3 separate regions of the Gossypium hirsutum genome follow, and all the other regions are linked to region 2. A link is a contact called in public Hi-C data. All regions are on one chromosome and are shown on one strand. The core of a region is the stretch at or near the end of the contact, and the rest is flanking DNA. Distances in the headings are between cores, read along the strand shown.

Region 1 (4,107 bases), core at 1,152-3,651, 450 kb before region 2:
GTTTCAGATCTGCGCTAGATGGTGAGTGTGGATTCCTGGCTGCGAACTTGTACGCAAAGAGCGTGTTTGGGGAGGATGCGTTGGTAAACGTGAGCATTGAGAAGCAAGCTGATGGGAAACTGAGTGGGTACATCCGGATAAGGAGCAAGACCCAGGGGATTGCTTTGAGTCTCGGGGACAAGATCACTCTTAAGCAAAAGGGAGGCAGTTGATGCAATAATATTTCGAGATAAATTGTTTCATCGATACCGGTAGTCATTGTTAGTTAAATCTCCTATTGAATTTTGAAATGCATAGTAATTTTGGTGTTTTCTGTTTAAAAATACAGGATATTTAGGTCCTCTTGTTGTGAAAAAATGGCAGGGCTGCCTTCAATCGTCAATAGTGTTGTGTTAGCTATCAGCAGCTGAGGAGCACCAAAGACTTTGACATTTGTTGTATTTGGAGTTTGCATATTTGGTAACTAAAAAGGATCATTGAATCCATAGCTAAAATAGTGCTTTTTGGCAATGTTAAAACGGGAATTTTATTTTATTTCGCTGATTCTTTGAAGAGTGTTCCACTCAGACATCTATTAGAAGTTCCTTCGCTCGATAATAAAGGTTATCCTTAAGAGTTGTAAATGAACATTACGTTCGGTTCAATGAGTAGTTTTGTTTTTGTCCATTTATCAAATTAAATTAATAATAACAAAATTTGAAGGCTCATTCGATTCATTTATGTTTATAAATAAGTTCTTTTTTTATATTCATTTACTAAATTGTCTGTTGTTCAATTATTATATAATATAATTATTAAAATTTAGACATGATTGTTTTTACATATAAAAGAGACTTGTTTGTTTATCAACATTATTTGTGACAATATTCATGAACATGAACAAGTTAATTATTAAGAAACATACCATTTTAAAATTATTAACAAACATGAATCAAGTAGTAATTATTAACAAACACATAACTTAAAAATAAACAAATTATTCGTTCATTTACGGCCTAGCTATCCTTATCCTTGCTTGCGCTTGTATGCTGTTTTGTGATTTATAATCTGAATTAAATTCAAGTAGGACTATCCAAATCGGAACTAAAACTACACAAATTAGAGTGTGCATTTCATCTTTTATTTATTAAAAACAAGCCAATCTTCTTGAGTTCAGAGAGAGTCCTAGGCAAATAGCTCTACCTGCTTCAATACTGTATAAAAATTTAAACTCGTACAGGGAACATATGTCAAAAGAATCATAAGTTTAGAACAAAAGAGGGTTTCAACAGAATCAAGCTAAATTATTATGATTTAGAACCCACCATCAAACAATCACTTGCAAAGTTTCAATTTCTTGAAAAACGGCGATACCATGGACTTGGGGTAGGGTTTTGTAGCCAGGCAAGTTGGGAAGTTTTCTGGATGTTCAATCCACAGTTTATGAGCAATACCCGCCGCCAACAGCTTTTCTGACAAGTTCAATATCTGGGTTTCTCCCTTCACCTCAAGTGTTACCTACATGTTCCAAAACCTCACCACTTAGCTCATCATCCACAACTCTAGATACAGCAGCAAATCACCCTACAATTAACACCTCATGGTTTTCATTGTTATGCTATATTTACGACAGTGTAAGAACAGAATTGGATAGATATCCAAAATGTTTGTCTTGCATTAAACACCGTTGTTGGATAGTTTTATGGGATAAATGCCTCTCCTTTTTTCTCAGTTCTGCTATGGGATTATTTGTAACTTAAAAATGATCAATTCTCATTACGTTTGGGTGGATAAAACTCCAAGTAAATCGAAGGTCTACAACAAACCCAATATGAGAAGAGAAAACAATGTGCCACAATGAGGATTGCCTCCAATTGACCAAAAATCATAAACAGGGTTTTTCAAAGCAGTACACTATGCTCTGTTGAATGTAAAAGAAATCATTCATGGTGGGAAAAAGAAGAAGAAGAATAAACACAAGAACATTGGTTACCTTGTGCATAGAGTCAATGTTATCAGGGCTGCAATACTGGAGGGTGTGGGGGTCTTCCTTGTGAGACCAAATGGCACTGACCGAAGCATGGCATCCCTGCGTCACCACGCTCCCCAAAGGCCACTTGTCTATTAAGTCTCTCCGAAGCACCACGTACTGCAGCAGCACATCGTCGTCGGTCGGAGGATCGGTTTTGGTGGCGACAGGTTCGGAGCTTTGTAGACTCATTGAGGTCGAAAGGTTCCGAGAGGGATGAACCCTAATATTAGAAAAGCTTCTCGGGGAAGGGCGGAAGCAACCAAGGAATGTCGCAGGTTGAGCTAATGCGGCCATCGACACCTAAAAACGCTGCGTTGCGTAACTTGGTTGTGGAATTTCGTATTGAGAATTATAAAGGTATTGGGCCGGATTTATGGATTGGACTGCCTCTTTGTAAAATGTAATGATTTCACTCTCCAATTAAAATCTTACCTAATTCACATATTACCGCTTGGATTTCAATTTCTCGCAACTTTAATTCACAACATGAAATAATCATTCTATTCACCAAAAAAAAAATTGAAACTAAATATAATAATACATCAAATATGTATGGTATTAAAATAAAAAATAGATTAATTTGTGAGTAAAATAAAATTTAAACATGTGAATGCATCATATTAATAGTACTAAATGTACTATGGTTATTTATCATTAGCGTCGAGTTGACCTATGATATCAACTTAAAACTCAATCAACAATATTATGAATACTAGAAAATTCTATAACACGCATATATATGTGGAAATTACATATTTAGAACATAGAAGTGTGTTTAAAAATAACATACAATAAATAATTAAACGTATGGTTTAAAATTAACTAATAATAACACATGAAATGCATACAATACTAAAATGAAAAAAAGAGATTAAATTGTGAGTAAATTAAAATTTAAATACTCAAGCATATTACAATTATTTATCATGGTGTTGTTATGTTGTTATCATCAATCCTGAGTTAGCGTCAAGTTGACTTGTGACACCAACTCAGTCAATAATATTATTGTAACACCTCAAAATTTTTTATGCCATAACTCGTAACAAAGTAGCTAAGTAAAAAAAAATTCTGAGTACGAGTGTCAGTTAAATGTAAATTATTGATTAGTTAAATACGACATCGGGGAAAGATATCAAAACTAAATGTGATATACTAGCAGTAAAATAACTGATGGACCAACCACGGGAGTTAGGTGAGATGGCAAGTGTAACAGCCTAATTTAGACCCTAGTCAGAACGGTGGTTTCAGGACCACGAATCCGAGTCAGAAAAATATTTTAAAATTATTTTCTGTGTTTATTATGTGTGAATTTATATCTGTGAAATTTTTGTGATTTAATTTTGTTGTTTGAGTGCCCAATTAAATAAAAGGACTTAATCGAGTAAATTGAAAACTTGATAGTTTATTGTATAAGGACCGAATTGTTATTGGATTTGAAAATTGAAGCATTTAATTTGCAAATAGACCATCGGACTTAGTGATGGCCGGTTGTACCCTTATTATATATGTTTTAGCTATTAATTATAAAAGGTTAAAATGGTAAAATATGAAATAATAATATGTTAGTATATATGTTATATTATATGATAATTAAAATAAGCTTTTCATACTTCTTCTTCTTGCCGAAACTTAACAAAAAGAAAAGAAATAATAGAAGCTAGGGTTTGGTCATCTCTTAAGCTCAATCAAGATCAAGAACCAAAGAAATCAGATTTGGATCGGGGAAAAACAAAAGTTGTCGACTAGTCATCCCATTCTGTTTTACATCGTCCGAGGTAGGTTTATAAGGAAATAGACATACTTAATTTTAATTAAAAGCAAATTATATATGCTGAAATGAAATATGTGAAATTATATCTACAATAGCCAATTGTATACAAGCTTGGTTACTATATTTTTGAATTCGTTTCGACCGAGTTATGACATCTGAAAGCCCCGTGTGAACCTTAGGAATAACTAGGATACATATGTCATGACATAGGATTCCGATAGGTGATGTGCGAGTAAGACCATGGCATCGATATGTGATTCCGATATATGTGTGCGAGTAAGACCCTGTTTAGGATAGTGGCATCGATATCTAATAACATGTAAGA
Region 2 (3,977 bases), core at 153-2,652:
AAAGCATCTCATAAGACAAAATAGTTGTAATACCGAGGTTCAGAAATTTGATTGCCACTCCCAATTAAAATTACAGCTTTTGTCGTTATCACGCGCGCTCTATCATTTAATATGCCTAAACTGTTCAACAATCCCCCAGGCTTTGACCAATAATTCTACATGATATTGATTCCAGCTAAACTCGGCCGGTTTCAAAGCAACTCGACTCGAGTTAACTCATTAAGTTACTTTAAATTATTCGACTTTGAATTTTGCTTACGGTATCCCATAAAAGTCAAAAACCTAAACTGACGGTTAAAATATGCCATGAATTGGAGGATAAAACTAGGAAAACAATATTATATACCTTCGCTTTGAGCAATGGCACTTGCTATTGCCGGAGCCAGATATCTTGCCGGAAACGTTATCGGAGTGGTCATGTTCATGGCATCTCTTCTTGAACGGTGTCGACGATAGCGGTGGCTTTCCCGTCGAAACGGCCAGTGCCGGCGCCAAGAATAGAGATGATCCCTGCTTCCCGTTCGAGACGCTGCCATCTCTGGTGATGGCAGAAGACATAAACGAAGAGTTAGAGGAAACGCTAAGGCTTTCTTTTGTGAACTCCAACTCGGTACTTTTACCGTTGGAGCCAAACAAATTAGGTTTTGTAAAGTCCAGAGTCAAACTCTGCGGCTGCGATTGAACGAAGCTAGAAGGACTGATAACCGAAGTACCGACCAGCGCCGTATTTATGTTCGCCGGCGTTGAGATCGCAGCAGAAGTTAGAGTTAGATTGTTTTGAGAATTCGGAACAGACAGAGAAGCAGAGGATGATGTCGAGGGGGAAGATGAGGAAGAAAGGGGTTGAATCGGCCCGCGTCTGAACCGAGCGTGACCGGTTCTGTTGAGAAGTGAAATGACCTTTTTGAATTTAGAGACGGTGAGATCGGCGAGGTCGGTGCAGTCGACGTTTTTGGACTGGTGAGAAAGGAGACGGATCAGGTGTTCCATGCCCTTCAAGCCTTGCGATGCAACCTCTTGTACCGCCATCTGATCATCCATCTTCGGAAAACTCATCAGATCCACCGCCATTTTGAGGTTAAAGAAACAGAAACGAAGCTTTGCAGGGAAGGTAACTTGAGAGGTCAGCAAGTCATTGAAGCCTGCGAAAAAGGAGGGGATGAAGATGAAAGGCAAAGAGTTAGAGATATGGGAGCAACAAGGGTTGATTATAAAGGTTGAACGATGACCGGGTGACCGGGTAATAGATATGATGGGAATCCGTAGTGGAGTTTTAATCCAACGGCTAAGATTGATTTTAAGAATTTCATGGAGAAAGCATTGATAATTGTTAGATCTAAATTCTGTTCTCAGTCCCTGTACTGATTACACATTTTAAATTTAATCTCTAATTTTACTTTCTAATTTAATAATTAAAGTGCAATCTAAAAACTTTAATTAAACTGGCTTATATAGCATTTTTGTAAAGTAAAATTGATTCTATGGCCAATATAAAGCCTCCCAAAATCTATGGTTCATTATATATATTTAAATTCAAACACAAAACCTTATAATTTTAAATTTAATACGTAATCCAATTTAAAAATAATTTTTTTATAATGATTATCAATTCATTTTGAATTATTAATTTGGAGTAGATTTTTTAGATTAAAAGGAAAGAGACTGAAATTGAAATGTGGAAAGAGAAGAGAGAACAAGACCAAAATTAAACCTAATTGCTTTTGCATCGTATTGTTATTGTTTTTCTTGGAAGTTTTGGACCCAAGGCGAGAAGAAAATGATGTAAGATTTGGTTTTGGTCCAAAGGAGTAAATGAGGGATTTGAAATAACTTATCAACAACGTTGACGATGCCCATATAAAGTAGAAACTCTTACTATTACTAATCAAACCCAACAAGCATAGTTATGTTTAGGTTTCTTTTGTATTGGTTTTATTTCGAAGTTGGTACTTGAGTTTTTCCTCCTTAGGCATGGAGAAGAGGAGTCGTTATGTATCATACTTCATTTTGATTTTGCTTTCTTGAAATGCAAATATTTGTAGGCATGGATTGAGGTCTGATTGAACTCTTAGGGTGATGGGTGAAGTCAATTTTAGTTTTTATATTATCCTTTCACATTGAAACTCAAAAGGAATGGCAAAATTAAATCAATTTTCATATTAGACAAAACAAAACTTGAATGGATGATATCTAGAAACATTAGTGTTAGTTTTTTTTTTTAATTCATAGTGAAAATGTCTTAAGCCAATCAAATCTGTTGATAAAAAGTTGAAATTTTGAGATATTGAATGTTAATTTAAACAAATTTTACATTGAAAAGAATTTCAAAGATAGGCTCAAAGCTGACTAAAAGTCGGGAATCACGTGTAGTCCTTCCCTTTTTATTAATATAAAACAGTTGGCCAACTTTTTTATTTTTATTTTTTCTACAAAACCGGATGGTGCCGGTAATTCTTTTCTTAACCCTTCGATTATTCCACCGCGAATCTAACGGTTGTTTAGCTCATGACAGAGTTGACTACGTATTAATTCCTATTTTAAGAGCCCCGAGGGACTATTAAGGTAGCCACGTGGCATCACTTTTAATGAGTCATGAAATATTAGCCGGTACCCAGTGAAGAAAATGGACCGAGTCCCTCAATACTGTCTTTCACACTGCTTATCTCACTTCATTATTATTTTTTGTGAGGTTAAAAAAATAATAATAATAAAAGTATTCAATGAGATATATATTTGGATTAAAACAGAGAAATACAAATGATTATTAAAAGTAATTATATTAACTAGAATAATATATATTATAATTGTTTGCCAAAAAGAATATAATATTTTTAAACATAATTAAGATTATATTTATATAAAAAAATATATCATTTCTGAAAATTATCATCATCCCGATCTTATATTTCAGCATTGTTTCCTAATTGAAAATCATTGCATTTTGTAGCTATTGCGAATGAATTGCATTCCTATAAAATGCAATTAGATTGACAACATTGAGATCAAATAAAAATGATAAAATAAAGTGTAATTATGATTAAGTTAATAACAGGTGTCCGGCAGTTAAATATTTGTATCTACTATATTTAAAATATTAGAATTTTAGTATTATTTTAATCTCGAATATTTAAATTTAAAAAAAAAAATATTCCATACAAAATTTCATTAGCCATGCAGTTAAAACATTGTTTGGTTTTTTTAAACTGCTTTCATAAGCGATGGTAAATAGATTGATTTTTAAGTTAATCAAATGTAAAAGCACATATTTTGCATTTTTGCATTTGAGAAATGCATGCTTTTGCTTTTTAAAGCCAAATCATAATTTTAACCATTGTTTATAATTTAATGTATTTTATGAATTATTTAAATTGTATATAGAATTAATTTTTTTATTGAAACTATTTCAAATGCATAACATGTTGGGATCTAGTGCAGTCACCAAATGTACTTGTAATTTTTCAAATAAATTACCTTAATAAAATTTTATTATCCTCATTAATATTTTTTGTATAATATCCTCGACAATTTTTATGCATAAAATAAAATAAAAATAAATATTAATTTATTAATTATTTAATATTTAACTAATATTAAGTTACATTATATAATTAAATCATAATACAACAAAATAATAATAATCTAATTAAAAATTAAAAGTCTGTGATTCAGGTTATCAAGCTGAATTGCTTCACCAGTCTTTTTAAATGATAAATGAGATTAAATTTTTAATTTATATTTTATACATTTAAAAAGAAATTGTCAAATCCAATATAGTATTCAGACGATATTTAAAATTGATCATAATTTTAGTATTTCATTGGAAGTTTTAAAATGCTACGCACGTAGTGTTTCCAAATTAATTAAATCGCTCAAAAAGTCGTCCATCATTATAACATTACTCCTAAATCTTCAAATTTCCTCCACCATATTTTATAACAAATACAGAAAACGATAAAAATTAAACATAAGAAAAACAT
Region 3 (4,638 bases), core at 1,096-3,595, 330 kb before region 2:
GCGATATGATACCATTTAAGAGAATGGTACCATACATAAACACCATATACAACTCGTGAACTTTTCAAGTTGAGATATTCAAGGCTTCAAAATGTGATTGAGAAGACATTTTTGTTCAAAAAAATATTTCACATGTTAACATCACCACCTTAGCATGTCATTAAAAATAAGGTTTAATCGTCCTAAAATATTGCATATTTCATAATTTCAATTATACGTAGAATTAAGATGATCTATACGAGATGTTGATAATCTTAATGATGTAGATTTTAATTTAAATGATGATGAATTCGGTTAATGAGCAACAAATGATTATAAAGAGCATATGTTAATTATTAAAGAGGAAATAACCTAACAAATATGGACTAAAACAATTTGATAAAATTTCATATTATGCTTATTTTTAAAAATTATATTATCAACTATTTTTTAAAACTAACATAACACATATAATGATTTGATTTTAATTTATTTAGAAATTATTTTTATCATACTAATATTTTTTTATAGTAATTAATAATAAATTACAAATCCTAGCCTAAGAGATTTTTATCATTGGACTCTGGCTTTTATTAAAGCGGGTTATGATTATGGGATATCAAAATCTAAAATAAAAATAAAAACTTTAATTACTTTTAAAAAGATAATTAAAATAATAATTAAATATTAAAAAGAAAGAAGCTTTCCGGCATCTTTCTTCCACCTAACCCGTCATCATTGGTAGTTGGCACGCATCTCTGAAAACACATTAACATTATTCATCTGATTTTATATTTATTTTAAAAAGTAATAATTTAAAGTAATTAATTAAAAGTTTCCAATCAAATCAATAAGTTTGATATAATTATTTTTACCATAAATATCATAAAAGTATTAAGCCAAAATAAAAAATAAACAATAGGTTAGTGATGTTTGGAAAATTAAAATTCCTTCACTATATTCAACCGATACTATTCCTAGATAAAATAGATGATGGTGATGATAAAGGAAAAACATTGGTCTATTAATCCATTTACATCCTCCTCTCCTTTATTCAACACTGAAATATCAACGCCGTCCCCCCCATTCATTCATCACCATAATAACATGACAAAACAAAAATCATCCTCCATCCCACCATCATCCATATAACTACAAACTAATTCTCTATCCCCCAAAAAACAATAATAAAATCAGTGAAAATATTTTATTTATATAAAAAAAATTTTAAAAGTTTTACATATATACTTCGATGGTAAAAATTTTTTGCTAGTAATCTAAATCCTAATGCATTTTTCATGGTGAAAAAGAAAACAAAAACTGGGTTATTGATGATCTACTTGTACGTGGAGATCCGTAAGAGAAAGACAACTTTGAGACTTGAAACTAGCCCTCAGATTGCTTTGCTGCAACTTAGGTTTCGTTGATGTTATTTTATCATACTCCGACGAGGAGGAGGACGATGAAGGCGGCGATGATGATGGTGTTTGTTTATTGTAGCTGTTGTTGTCTGTATCTTCATCGTCTTCAACCAAAGCAAGAAGAGGCATGGAATTGGGGTTTTGCCATGAATAGAAAGATGATTTCCTGGACCTCGTTGACCATTTATTTGCAAGCAGTAATCTCCTCCTCTTGTTGAAGGGACTCTCCACTTTTTGCAGCTCTTTCACTGAGTTTATGTCAGATAGATTTGCGAATGATTTTGATTTTCCCACGTAGTGATTCGATAATCCTCTCCTAAAACCAAAAAAAAAAAATAAAGATCAGTTGAAAATCAGACCAGAGAAAATTACAAAAAAAAAGAAGAAAAAAATCGATACTAACTTGATGGGAAGAGAGTCCTCTAAGGAGTCGAAAGACAACCCTTTACTTTCCCCGGATGAAACGACACCGTCGTCTTCTTCTTCAACGTCGCTGTCTCCGGGGGAGCCGATCGAGGAGGAACTATCGGAGGATAGATCCGGAGACCTGGGATCCGAGCCGGGACAAGCTTCATCGTCCTTGATAAACAAGCAAGGAGACGAAATCGTATCCTTAGAACGGTCTCTAGTGTAGGCCGCTGCCGATGCGGCAACGTCGATGGCGAAGGTAGGTCCCATCAGCACTTCCATCTATAGAGGTTTAAAGAAGGGAAAGATAAAAACAAGGAATGAAGGGGTGGCGTAGATTAAGGATTTATAAGCACAGAAATATGGATAACAAAGGGAAGATTTGGGACCAGAGCAACAACAATAGGGCTAAGCTAATCCATGTCTATTTCATTTACTCCTTAAAAATATAAAGAAATAGAGAGAGAAGGAAAAATGGGCAGAACAGATAAGAAATGGCTATGGATTGTAGATGACTTTTAATATACTCCCCAGTTTTCATTATCATCAACCCTATCCATTATTTATATTTATAAAAATAATTAAATTTCAAATTATACATTTAATTTCAGTTTTCTATATTTTTATCTAAACTCGAAAATTTAATTTTACCTATTCGAATCCTAATTCAATTTATTTTGATCTGGTTATGAAAAGGTAAATAAATTCTAACTCTTCATGTCCGAACAAAAATTGACTTGCATCAAAGTAATTTAAATCCTATACAACCTTAATTTAAAACAACTCATATTTGAAGTGGCGACAAAAGATGTTAAAATGATATGAATTTATAATCACATTAAAAAAAAAAGTAAATTATAAAAATAGTTATTTTTGTTTGTTTCAGGTTACATTTTAGTCACTTATGTTTGAAATGTTACGTTTTAATCACTTATGTTATTATTTTGTTACGAAGTAATCACTCTTCCGTTAAGTTCCGTTATCTCCCTAACGGTAATCCTACGTGGCAGTCCAACTAGATTTTAAGTGCCAACTTGGATTTTCTAATTAGATGAGAATAGATTTTTTATTAAATAAATTTAATTAATTAAAAATTTTAAACCCTAGATCTTAGTTAAATAATCGTTCATCTCTCCCTTTTTTAGTATTCTTTTTCAATTGACTAAAAAAGCTATCATCATCAAATTTTTTTAGTCACATACGAAAACAAAAGAGGATTCAATGGAGGGTCCAGGTATGTCTTCTTCACCGACAAATTTATGTTCTAAAACTTAAAATGAAGTGGTTGTCGATAAATAAGAATATGGTAATCATTTTTGTTCCTAATCATTATATTTTCCAATTCTTCATGTTCTTGAATAATTAGTTTCTCAATTCGATTTTTTCTGATCTAAATCGGCTTGTTTGTTCACAATCCCTTTGTGGGTATCCCTTTTTTATCTAAAATTCTTTTAGTTGTTAATATTCATATCAAGAATTTTAATTTAGGGTTTCCATTAAACAATAAAAAATCTAATCTTTTTGTTTTTAAGTATTGAATAAAAGAGATAGAGGAATGCAAAGAAGACATACCTGAACCCTCCATTGAATCCATCTTTGTGAAGCAGTCAATTTGATTTCAATTAAATTGATCTTAATAATAATTTTAACAATCAAATGAAAAAAAACCATTGAAAAAAAGAAGAGACTGAAGAAAATATAAAAAGAGGAGATAAACAGATTTTTTAGTTAAGGTTTAGGTTTAAAAATTTTAATTAACTAAATTTTTTAATTAAAAATCTATTTTCATCCCTTTTAGAAATTCAAGTTGGCATCTAAAATCTAGTTGGACTGCCACGTAGGATTACCATTAGAGAGATAACGGAATTTAACGATAGAGTGATCACCTCGTAACAAAATAGTAACATAAGTGACTAAAACGTAACATTTCAAACATAAATAACTAAAATGTAATCTGATGTAAACAAATGTAACTATTTCAGTAGATTACCCTTAAAAAAATTAATTATCAAAATCATATTATCTCAAACCCAAAATAAACTAACACCAAAAATGAGTTAGACTCGAAAAAAGTCAAAAATTTCAAACCAAAATTCATTCAATCCAACTTACCTAGATGTAAAATTAACTTGATATATATATATTTTTTGAAATGTCTATTATTTACAAATTGAGTACATGTATATGCAGATGATGAAATTAGAGAACTATGCATCAAAATTATTGATGATTAAATTTAAATTAAAATACTCAAAAACCAGAGCCTCCTCGATAATTAACACGAATTTTTAAATCATTAGAAAAGATAATACTTTTTAAAATACTTATGAAATTATTTATTTTTCAAACAATGATATTATTTAATTTTCAAGGAAGACAGAATATAAAATAGAAAAGATGATGGGCATAAGAAATTTATTAATGTCACTAAACATTCATTAATATTGTTCTTAAAAATCAAACGTAATATTCAAACCCAAAAGGAATTGAATTTAATATAATATCCGATGGGACAAAAATAGGTGGCAACCACAAATATGAGAAATATCCCAAAACACGTTTTTATCTAATTTCTTTTCTTCCCCTAATTTCTTATTTACAATTTTTACACACATCTATTCCTACTTTTAGATTAAAAAAAAACTATCATATTATTATATATTTTTTAATATAATTACTAAATGAGTATTATTTTATTTTAAAGTAATTTATTTTGACTCTTTAAATTTATAAAAAAATTATTTTAGCTCTTAAATTTGTATTTTTATCAAATCACCTTAAAATAGATAGAAAAATTAACGTTTTTTTACTTTACGGACGTGACAAACAC

The links. Hi-C and Micro-C count contacts between places; a contact is called where the count stands out from the background.
Region 1: a Hi-C map of leaf shows a contact between it and region 2, with 2.2 times the contacts expected there. The contact joins the promoter of LOC107962333 here to the promoter of LOC107962337 in region 2. A contact is called at or near these places in 7 of 34 Hi-C or Micro-C datasets (callus and leaf).
Region 3: a contact with region 2 is called in a Hi-C map of leaf, with 2.6 times the contacts expected there. The contact joins the promoter of LOC107962335 here to the promoter of LOC107962337 in region 2. A contact is called at or near these places in 4 of 34 Hi-C or Micro-C datasets (callus and leaf).

The regions. Positions count from the first base shown.
Region 1 is chrA06:46,391,804-46,395,910 of Gossypium_hirsutum_v2.1, reverse strand. LOC107962333 (putative peptidyl-tRNA hydrolase PTRHD1) reads right to left here and starts at 2,401. Exons shown (of 2, transcript XM_016898676.2): 1 at 1,973-2,401; 2 at 1,099-1,497. The coding sequence starts at 2,305. The coding sequence ends at 1,315. LOC107962331 (coatomer subunit beta-1) reads left to right here. Exons shown (of 5, transcript XM_041115847.1): 5 at 8-666. The coding sequence ends at 212.
Region 2 is chrA06:45,943,843-45,947,819 of Gossypium_hirsutum_v2.1, reverse strand. It overlaps LOC107962337 (probable WRKY transcription factor 17), which reads right to left and starts at 1,402. Exons shown (of 4, transcript XM_041114704.1): 1 at 347-1,402. The coding sequence starts at 1,071.
Region 3 is chrA06:46,269,329-46,273,966 of Gossypium_hirsutum_v2.1, reverse strand. It overlaps LOC107962335, which reads right to left and starts at 2,345. Exons shown (of 2, transcript XM_016898679.2): 1 at 1,804-2,345; 2 at 1,173-1,716. The coding sequence starts at 2,090. The coding sequence ends at 1,305.